Regions from separate parts of the Danio rerio genome. Here regions 1 and 2 are each linked to region 3. Evidence: chromatin contacts called from public Hi-C and Micro-C data. All regions are on one chromosome and are shown on one strand. Each heading gives the region's core, a stretch centred on a gene start, on an enhancer-like site or on the middle of the called end of the contact. The rest is flanking DNA. Distances are from core to core; before and after follow the strand shown.

Region 1 (3,443 bases), core at 384-2,883, 130 kb after region 3:
GCAACCCAGCCCAAACCAAAACCATGGATCCAGCACGCCGTTGTTAATACTAGGAGGAAAATAATGTATTTATGCTTTTTTGAAGTCAAACACTTTGCACAACATTTAAGACCTTGCGAAAACGCAATTATAACTTGAATAATTTTTAAAGGGCTTCATTTTCTCATGATTGTTTTATCAACTTTTAATACTTTAAGACCCCGCAGACACTCAGAGTATACAAGCATTAAAATCTTATTTAGTGTGAGGTACCCACATCGTCAACAATGAACCATTGAAGTAGACAAAGGATTAATGTATTTTGTTGGTAAATTTAAAATAAGTCATAGTAATGTTTTTTTTTTTTTTGTAATTTAAAAATTGTAATTTCAATGACAACATACTGGTAGCAGATGGAAAGAGGGACCATGTTTAAATAATACCATTTAATCAAATCAGATAACTAAACAAGAAAACCTGTTAAATGATCAATAGCAAACAGGCTCTAATAAAGATTACTTACAGTAGTGAGCAATGGCATTGCTCTCAAACAGACAGAAGCCATCATCACCCTGGTAAGCTGGAACCTAAATGAATGAGCATAAAAATATCATATAATCATTCTGCAAAAATGCATATAAACAGATGCAGGGAAAAGGAAAAGAATACTGACCTTGCCCAAGGGGAAGTTTCCAAGGAAAGCAGGGGATCGGTTTGTCTGCCCAAAGGTGAAGGCAGGGGGGGCACTCGCAATCTTCAGACGAGCCCCACTGTACTGGGCAGCAATCTGAGCCTTAAAGGCCCTCCAGTTCTCTGGGTATGTGTAGAGAGTCTACGGAAACATGGTTTAAGATTGAATTGCTGAAACTGATGCTGCTTGTTTGGCATCAGCCCTCTGTAACACAAACTCAGTGCCAACAGAAGCTGCCCCATCATTAAGACCACTCATAGAGCATTACACAGCACTTTCCCTCAGCCAGACACAGCTGACAGCAAACTGCCCTGCAATAAATTACTTCTCACTCAGCGTGTAAACAGTGTTTGCATATTTAAATAGAGAATCAATATTGCCAGAAGACACTGAAGGGCTGAAATTGCTATTTATTTATGAATCTACGGGTGGCACCAAGCTTTAAAAACTTAATTTCTAACAAAATCTCTAAGTGTTTTGACACTAAGAAAATTCACAAGTAGGTGCTTTTAACTAAACTACAAAATCTTGTTTGTCTTATTAATGAGAACCGCTCGTTAATCAACTCAAATCGCTTTTCAGTCAGCCAATATACGCGCTGTACTTTCCTAAATTAAAAGCTAACAACAAATACCGTGACCTCTTGTCATCTAGAAAATAAAAAAGCAAAACATGAGCGTCATAAAGGGGTAAGAAAAACAAGAAACGTGGCACAAAGAGCGTAGCGCTGTTTCTGCCCGTCATCACTCTAACCACCTTATAAAGGGGTGTGGGGAGTATTTACAACAGAAATAATCATCACAACAGCTACAAAAAAGACCACTAAATCATTCTAAACGGAGAAAACATGTGTAGATATAAGGATTGGGGTGATTATGGGGTGATTGCAGATGGAGATGAGCTGATATCAGGCGTCAGAGGGTTTTCTCCCATCTTACTCACCCCTGCCGCCATCTTCAGGACGAGAGAAAGGAAGAACGAGCGGCGCGCTGGTGACGTATAGGCCTGTTCGGTCGCAGAAATAAAACGCAGTAAGGGTGTCAAAGTGAGAGCTGGACGTGCTCCACTTAATTTATTTGGGAGCATCAGCGAAATTGCCTATAAAACATGGATAAATATTAAAATTGCTTAACCTTTGTTTACAATGGTCTCAACCAATAATAAACACATTATATTTTAAATGTTTTTTCCCTACTATAAAAAGTATTTTGAAAACAGATTTGTCCCTGCCCGACAAAAGCTTTTGCGTTCCAGTGAATTCATTCAAGTTTAAAACGAATTTGTTTGGTTTCATTGTTAATTTACATATTGTTTGTGTCCAGAAACTTTAGATATATTTTCAGTAGAAAATTTACAAAATATCTTAATGGAATATAATCTTGCAATTATAAAATATAAATTCAGAATTTTAAAAAAAATCTACAAGTTTTTACAAAATTGCTGAAAAATAAAACGTTATTTAATCATTTAAAATAAAATGTAAAAAGCAGTGGGTTATCTTTTTACTTGGGCAATGCTTGGGAGGTTCCATCTGTATGCATTTTCTTGTCAGAGTTGTTTTCTTTGATGTGTTATCAGACATTACAAGAGTAGCAAAAATCAGCAACTTATACACATTTCTTTAAAAAAGACACAAGACAAAGACGTGTTCAAAATTTTGTGAGTACTGTATTACAAATGAGCAGTACATAGGTACAGACAGGAATTTACAAAAAAAAAATATAAAAATTCTCTTTATATAAGGAGACTGTAAAACTCTAAAAACAATGTAATGAATAATTACAGTCCTTACAAAACATACATGTCAATCTGCTCAACATTTTTCAACAGGCATATTTATTATACCATGTTCTCTGTTGCCTCGCTGTAGAATAAGTCAGGAGTGTCCAAACTCGGTCCTGGAGGTACAGTGTACTCCATATTTTGGTTCATACCCCATTTAAATGCATATGAACCAGCCAAGTATGCTCTAGGTATATTAGACATCCAGGCCAGTTAGTTGGAGGAAGTTGCAGTGACACCTGTCCTCCAGGACTAAGTTTGGACACCCCTGGATTTTCCATCATGTAGAGCAGGGGTGTCAAATTCAGTTACTGGAGGACCGCAGCACTGCAGTTTAGTTCCAACCCTGCTTCAACACATTTACCTGAAGGACTCAATTAGTTGGATCAGGTGTGTTTAATCAGAATTGGAACCACACTGTGCAGAGCTGCGGCCCTCCAGAAACAGAGTTCGACACGTGATGTAGAGCCACTGCTGAGCTACTCTTTGTTCCCATTCGACTTCATCTGGTTTCAAATTTGAACTTGAAACTGTACTACCAACATTTTAATAAAAGGAGACAATAAAAACAGAAAATGGAAAAAAAGAAAAACTAATCTAAATGAATAGGGAAATAATTACAGTATATACACAAACTAAGTATCATCACCACCACAGCAACAACTCTCAAATTTCCCATATTCACGGCAGAGGAATCAGCTCACAAGACCTAGAAGAATAAGAGACATGTTCAGACAAAAGCTTGATATCATCACCAGAAATTATTTAAAGAAGACTTAATTAAAACGTTCTGTTATCAATTTAATAAGTATAGTTTCAAGCTTAAATCGTAGAAAACATATACCCAGGTAGTCATCCATTAAAGATCCAATGGCAAACTAATAAAAAATAAATAAAAGGACAAAACAAGTCATTAAAAACTGTTAATAAACATTGAAAAAATGATTTATATCATCGACATATTCGAGAAAACTGGCATTTACTTACAATA
Region 2 (3,389 bases), core at 569-3,068, 220 kb after region 3:
TCAAATAGCAGCAAAGATAAAATGTATGAAAAATTAACTGAAACAATTAATGACGTATTCATTTGAATGACTAAAGTATATTACTCCACAAATTTGCGAAGCTGGTTTAAACAATGTGATATCAGGCAGATTTTGGCACAATCCCTCTGAAATACAATTAAAGTCTTTAAAGTCTTTAAAGACTATCATTGGTATTCAAAAAAATTAGTGTTAGATAATGTTTTGAATGACAACTGATGCTCAAAAGGAATACCTTATGATGTCTTGACAAAAAGAGTAGCATGTTTCTTTTTTTGGATCTCTCACATAGCAGCCCAAAAGCTCCTCATGTCCTCTATTATTCAGAATGATCCAATGATTTGAGACCAAGGTAGCCAGGTTTGCTAAAAAATGCATAATGGGCAATTAGAAATTACCCACAACTAGCCTGGTGACTATCTAAATCTAATATCAAAACTTAAAACATTTCACGCTTATGTTAATTGTGCACCATTTCTACAATGTACAAGTAATCTTTAAAACAGTGATGTAAACAGCATAAACATGAGTTAATCTTCATGAAAATACTCATCATCTAGTTTTTTTTTTATATAATAATATGAGCTAAATAATTCAACAAATATTTCAGTCGAATTAAATATATGCAATCATATTCATGCAGGACACAAAAGAGCAAAAATATAAAGTAGTGGAAAAAACAGAGAGACACACTGAGCCAACGACCAGCCATTGAACAGTCTAGGCCGTCGCTCAGTGCCAGTCAGGCTAGTGGGTTTGGTGAGTTCCACACATCGCTTCTTGTTGGGTTAACATCAGAACATGTTGGACCGATTCAGCATGTAGAATCTGGCTGGTTATTCAGCAATGAATTACAGATCAAGATTTAAAAAAAAACTACAACAGAGTGTCATACAAGTGTCATACACAAGAAAACAATTCAAGTTAAGAAGGAACACACTAAAACCGGTTATAATTTCTCAAATATTTGCAAACAATGTGGATTATTAAGTTCCAGTTTCCCATTGTGGAACAAGAAATTGGACAACTACTTTCCTATGCAGTTGGAGAAAATCACATCCTTTAACGCAGGTGCAGAACACGTGCTCTTGTTTCAGTCTGCTGCTGTCCATTTGGGGTGTTCATGGGCAGTTTTTGGATCCAGACTGGACCAAACAATGTAAGCCAACAACACAACTGGTATTCATCCTGACCATTGGTCTTCCCTGAAAATTTATGATTCAAAATTTATTTTTAATCAGATTTTTAATTAGAAATTTTACTCCATTATTTAAATATATTTAGTATGTCATTTTTGTCAACTCTGTCAACAGACTTTTGAACGCTGCTTTATGTATGTGTAGTAGTATTTTACTGTTATGATCACTGTCATCCAAAACGAGTCGGACTGTACTCCATCCAGGGTCATATTAAACGAGTGTTAAGGGTTTGGTTTGTGACCATCCAATTCATATCCTAATTACCAGGCCAAAGGACAACTATAATGGTGGTTATCCGAGAGGCTCCCTTGCCTTTGAAGAAATGCTACTCAGACAAAAGTCCCAATTACACCCAATTGTCATGGGGGCTCGGAAACAGGCAGCGCCTCCTCAAGACTGAAACGAGATCCTGTTCTGTGGTAAGCCTGCGGTTTCTTTACCTTTTTTGTAGCTCCTATCTCTCCATTGGGTCAGACACCCAGAGTGTGAGGCTTACTCCAAAATCACAGCTAAATGGGTGTAGAGTCCCCCTTCAGATTCACATTGAAGGAGTCTGCTTTCAAAGACACACTAGAGGCTCCTTTTGAAGAGCCAGCGGCCCGAGGTTACTCATCCATGGACTCAATGAAGCCTTTCAGAGCAGGGTACTCATACCCAGACAGACTCAACAATAAGTGTTTGCTCACAAGAGGGTGCCCAGTGCAAGAAGACTGAGCAGTGTCATCACTCCACAACTGTCCATCATCTCAACACTTGCTTTCAAAGCGATTCCGCAGGCCAAAAGAGAAAGAAACAACTAAAGACTATAGAAGCATTCAAATGATGACTTGTTGCATTGGTTTAATAACTATTGTTGGTCTGAACTAAGATATCGCTTTCTTAGACATGAGTTTTGTCACTTTAGCAAATAAATTGACAGTTCACAAAAAAAAAGAAAATTCAATGCCAATTTTCTTACCCTTAGGTCATCCAAAACGTAGGAGACTTCTTTCGGTCTGGAGCATGTACACTAAAGTGCAGCACTACAGGAAGCTCCCTGTCACATAATAACATCAAATAATATCAAAGATTAGGAATCTGTGAAATATGAAGGGGTGCGTTTCCCAAACAATGATGTAACTCACTGCTGAACTATCACAGTACTATGCATCGTATGGGAAAAGAACGATGTAGTGACGAGTGTTTCCCAAAACGGGTAGTCGCAGATCCATCATTTGAACCACGTTAGTTATAATGTAAAACACCCATAATGATGCTCTAAACGGGGTGGACTAACTACTTCTTTAGAGAAGAACCCCATCATTTTTTTGTGCAAATTATATAGTTTTACATGCACAATCATTAAAAAAATACAATATTAGTTTTGGTAAAAACCATGCATTCGTTTTTCAAATTAATTGAAATAAATGTAAATGGCAATGTATGGAGCCTATATTTTCTTTACAAATATTTTTGAGAACATTACATATTCTATTCTAAAACATAAAATCACTTACAAAAGCTAACATGTATTCTAATCTCATATATAAATCATATAAATAAATAAATAAATAAGGCGATTTATAAGGAAATTAAATGTAATATTTATTATTTATTAGGAAATAAAAAAAACTACTTTAATAATAATATTAAAAATAATAATGATGATGATGATGATGATGATGATTAAGTAGGATATTGTTTATTTATTTATTTTTTTAAGTCTACTTTTACAAATTGACACATGCAAACCACTCCAGAATTGTTCTAACCAATAGGCCCATGTCATATACAGTAGGCTACATTTCTTAATAAATATCCTACTATAAAATAAAAGCATCAACGTATGCTATGTTTTTTTGTTTTCACAAACTTTGAAGCAATGACTAAAAATATACAAGCTTTGGAGACTTAACATAACAGTTTTTTGTGAACATTTGTTGGAAAGACGGATTTGGGAAACGTCTAATCCAGGGGTGCTCAATCCTGTTCCTGGAGATCTACCTTCCTGCAGATTTCAGTTGCTACCCATATCAAACACACCTGCCTGTAATTATCACGTGGTGTTTAGGTCCTAATTAATTGGCTCAGGTGTGTTTGATATAGGTAGCAACTGAAATCTGCAGGAAGGTGGCTCTCCAGGAACAGGATTGAGCACCCCTGGTCTAATCAATGAAGTATGTTTGTAACGAC
Region 3 (3,379 bases), core at 115-2,614:
AGACTAAGCTGAAGGAAAATGAATAAATGAATGAATAAATATACACTAAACTTCAAGAAAAAAATTAAAGCTGACAAAATGTCTATAATAAATAAAGCATTTTTAAATATTCTGTCTTAATACACCCCCTTGCATCTTATTTTGTTCTGTTTTTTTATTTTCTATTATTTGTTTTCTTTATTTAATTATTTAAGGTGGTTCTCAATGTTAAGGACTGTATCTGTTTGACAAAGACTAATTAAAATGTGCAAAACTGCAAACGTTGTGTAGATTCATATTTATACCCCTATGTTCTCTAGTCAAGACAATCTCTAAATCATTTTTATATAGGCAGAAATGATAAATACAATCTATTTATTAATAATTTTTTAACTATTTAATGCTTATTCGGTAAAACAAAAACATTATTGTGAACCCTTTGAATCAAATATGTTGCAGGCTGCTGTTTTAAATGCACCAGTAACAGAAACTCAGTTCACTCACCTCAGTCCATTCGTTGTTCTGTGCGTCATAGGACTCAACACTGTTTAGGTAGGACTGACCATCATAGCCTCCGACTGCATATAACCTGTCTCCCAGAAGACAAACCCCCACTGCATCCCGCGGGACGCTCAGAGAGGACACTGTGGTCCATGTGTCTGTTTTAGGGTCATACCTGTAAATGCAGCATTGAGTGTATGAGACTCAGTACAGCAACCTGTGCACAAGCCACTGAATCAAATGAGAGATAATTGCATAGAGCAGTTAAAAAGCAGCGAGTCTGTAATCTAGACAGTGGAAGCCTTTGAACACACAAGCCCTGTGATTATCATCCCTAACAATGAAGTATATTGTGCTTTCAACATGCAGAGTAATAACTGAGTAATGAGGTTAAATGAGTTTGGAGTTCTAATGGTAGTTGTTCATTGATTTTTTTTTTTTTTATTTATTAATTTATTTATATTTAATTTAATAATGCAATTTTTTTTGTTTTAGATTTTTAATAGACAGCATAATTTATTGTGGACTTTTTAAACTACACTGCAAAAAAAAAAAAAAATCCTGGTTGCCTTAATGCTTTAAGCTGAATCAAATTAGCCTTTATCCTTGAGTCTATTAAACTTATAGTATGTTAAACTGACTTAAAACAGCCTGCGTAACTAAAAATTTAGCGTAGCTTAAAAAGTTACTATGACCTAAAAACATGCTGTCAGGACTAATTGATCATAAAATTTATAACAGTGTAGTAAATAAATTCTCTCCACCCAACAGTAACCTGGACAATTTTCAAGTGGTCTCATTTTAATCCATAGTTGTGTGTGTGTAAGCGCGTGTGCTTTGTGTCATCATCGACTCTCATGTTTTATTCCTCACTGCAGCAGTTGTTTGCTGTAGTTTGGACCATCACCAGCAGGAGGTGTATAACACCAGATTACAAATTCACTGTGGTTTTCAACCACATTGCTCAATAACAAGGTAACAGGGATTTCACAAGAAAGTAAGGTGTGTCCAAAATCTCAAATAAATGTGCAAATTATAGTATTTGGCAGTCATAACTATCTACCAGGCCTGCATTTTGTGGACTTATGTTGTCATTTTAATGAAGATAATTAAGTGTTGGCTTTGTTTGTTTTTTTTTCAGATGCTTTGCTATGATAGTTTACCTCTCTACACAGTCTGACAGTCTTGAACAATGGCTTGAAGCTGGAGCGTCATGTCCTCCGACGGCATACAGGAAACTGTTATATGTGGCCACACCCACTCCGCCTCTTCTCTTCGACATGGGTGCACACATGCTCCACTTATTGGTGTGAGGATCAAAACATTCCATTGATCGCAGACATGAGCTTCCATCGCGTCCGCCCACAGCAAACAACCTGCAAATATATACAGGTTTTACTAAATCATCAGAACACTGGGGTCATTTACTGTAGATCATGGAAGTTGATGTGTAATTTGTTAGTAATTTGTTAGCCAGTATGCTTTAAAACAGTTACAGAAAAATCAAATCAATCAATCTGTCTGTCTGTCTGTCTATTTTTTCTAGGCTCATGTGTGTAGATTTAGTGATTTCACTTTGATAGCAATGAATAATTTTTATTTTAATGCTTTTAAGGTAAAATAACTAAACATGAATCTAGGAGGCTGAGGAATGCTCTTTTTAACACACAATGTGTAGTTACACCCCCAAATTCCAGTTAATACTGTACAGTGCCAATAGGAAGCCCTATGTTAACAGTGTCCAGAAGCGACATTAACTTCTCTGGGCTCCGAGGCATCTGGCATGGACCATCACGCAGTGGAAATGTGTTATGTGGTTAGGTGAATAAGTATTTTAGTTTTTTTTTTTTTTTTTTTGGAAAAAAGGAAGTCATGTGATGGACCAAAGATGACACCATTCATGACACCATTAATGCTCAAAAGTACATAAAGATTTTGTAGCACAATATGCTGCCTTCTTTACCTGGCATGCCCATGCATATTTCAACAAGACAATGCAAAACCACATTCTGTACACATTAAAAAGCCGCGGTTGCAGAGGAAGAGAATACAGGTACTTGACTGGCCTGCCTGCAGTCCTGACCTGTCAACAATAGAAAATGTGTGGCACATTTTGAAGTGCAAAATGCAACAACGAAGACAAAATTAAACCTGCAGCAGTTTTAGGGTGTTCAGTCCCTAAACATCTTTTGAACCTTTTGAAAAGGAATGGCAACATTAAAAGAGATAAGTTTTAGTTTCCAATACAAAGTGGGAAAATAAAAAATCATGCAGAACACATTAAATAGTGTTTAAAGTAAATTTTAAAATCACTATTTTCTTTTTTTATTTGTGAATTTAATACTGTCTCAATTTTATAAATAAAATGTATAAAGTAATAAAGGCTGACAAGGCTTTTGTATAAAACTGGGCTTTATTCTGCAATAACAACTGTCTGGATTATTTTTATTTTTACATGGCTACTTGCCACAAAACATAAAAATTAGGCACAAAACATTGTTCTGAAAGATAACAGTATATAAATCTTTTAACACAAAGCTGACAGAAGCAAAAATGGAATGGAGCATATACTGACTTACATATTATTTAGACACAAGACGGCACCAAGCAGCTGTGTGACCGACAAGCAGTGTTTGTGTAAAATTTTAGAAATAATGGAGTTATGTAATAATAGAACTTTTCTATATAATGAGTTACTTTTCTAAGTAATGAGAGAATGCGCTCCACATGGGAACAGACAGAATTAAAGATGGCAGGCCAGAGCCTTACATTTCTGCAATGGAAGTATTCTTATTATTTTGAAAGCATCAAAAAAAGGAAAAGAGAATTGTCTCAATGGGCAGTGATTTTACTTAACTAATGACACAAAAAGTACAAAAGTAGTAAACATATCGCTTTA

The links. A called contact is a pair of places that touch in the nucleus more often than the background predicts.
Region 1: a Micro-C map of caudal fin shows a contact between it and region 3, with 11 times the contacts expected there. The contact joins the promoter of eef1g here to the enhancer-like site in region 3. A contact is called at or near these places in 4 of 18 Hi-C or Micro-C datasets (caudal fin, embryo, hematopoietic stem cells and 1 more) and 1 of 4 datasets of contacts at active chromatin or transcription factors (caudal fin).
Region 2: a Hi-C map of an unstated tissue shows a contact between it and region 3, with 4 times the contacts expected there. The contact joins two enhancer-like sites. A contact is called at or near these places in 2 of 18 Hi-C or Micro-C datasets (caudal fin and an unstated tissue).

Annotation. Positions count from the first base shown.
Region 1 is chr14:30,994,311-30,997,753 of GRCz12tu, reverse strand. eef1g (eukaryotic translation elongation factor 1 gamma) reads right to left here and starts at 1,633. Exons shown (of 10, transcript NM_173263.1): 1 at 1,613-1,633; 2 at 653-811; 3 at 503-566. The coding sequence starts at 1,624. It overlaps polr2g (RNA polymerase II subunit G), which reads right to left. Exons shown (of 8, transcript NM_199669.1): 6 at 3,440-3,443; 7 at 3,297-3,330; 8 at 2,320-3,161. The coding sequence ends at 3,148.
Region 2 is chr14:30,910,305-30,913,693 of GRCz12tu, reverse strand. It overlaps a transcript of polr2g not described here. Among named protein-coding and RNA genes, the nearest start is that of arap3, 69 kb to the right of the region's middle. Within about 2 kb of position 1,818, at least 6 of the 62 cell types and tissues checked have an H3K27ac peak or open chromatin away from gene starts, as enhancers often do.
Region 3 is chr14:31,125,631-31,129,009 of GRCz12tu, reverse strand. It overlaps a transcript of klhl4 not described here. Among named protein-coding and RNA genes, the nearest start is that of klhl4, 54 kb to the right of the region's middle. Within about 2 kb of position 1,364, at least 15 of the 62 cell types and tissues checked have an H3K27ac peak or open chromatin away from gene starts, as enhancers often do. A contact at or near this core is called in caudal fin, where this site is marked.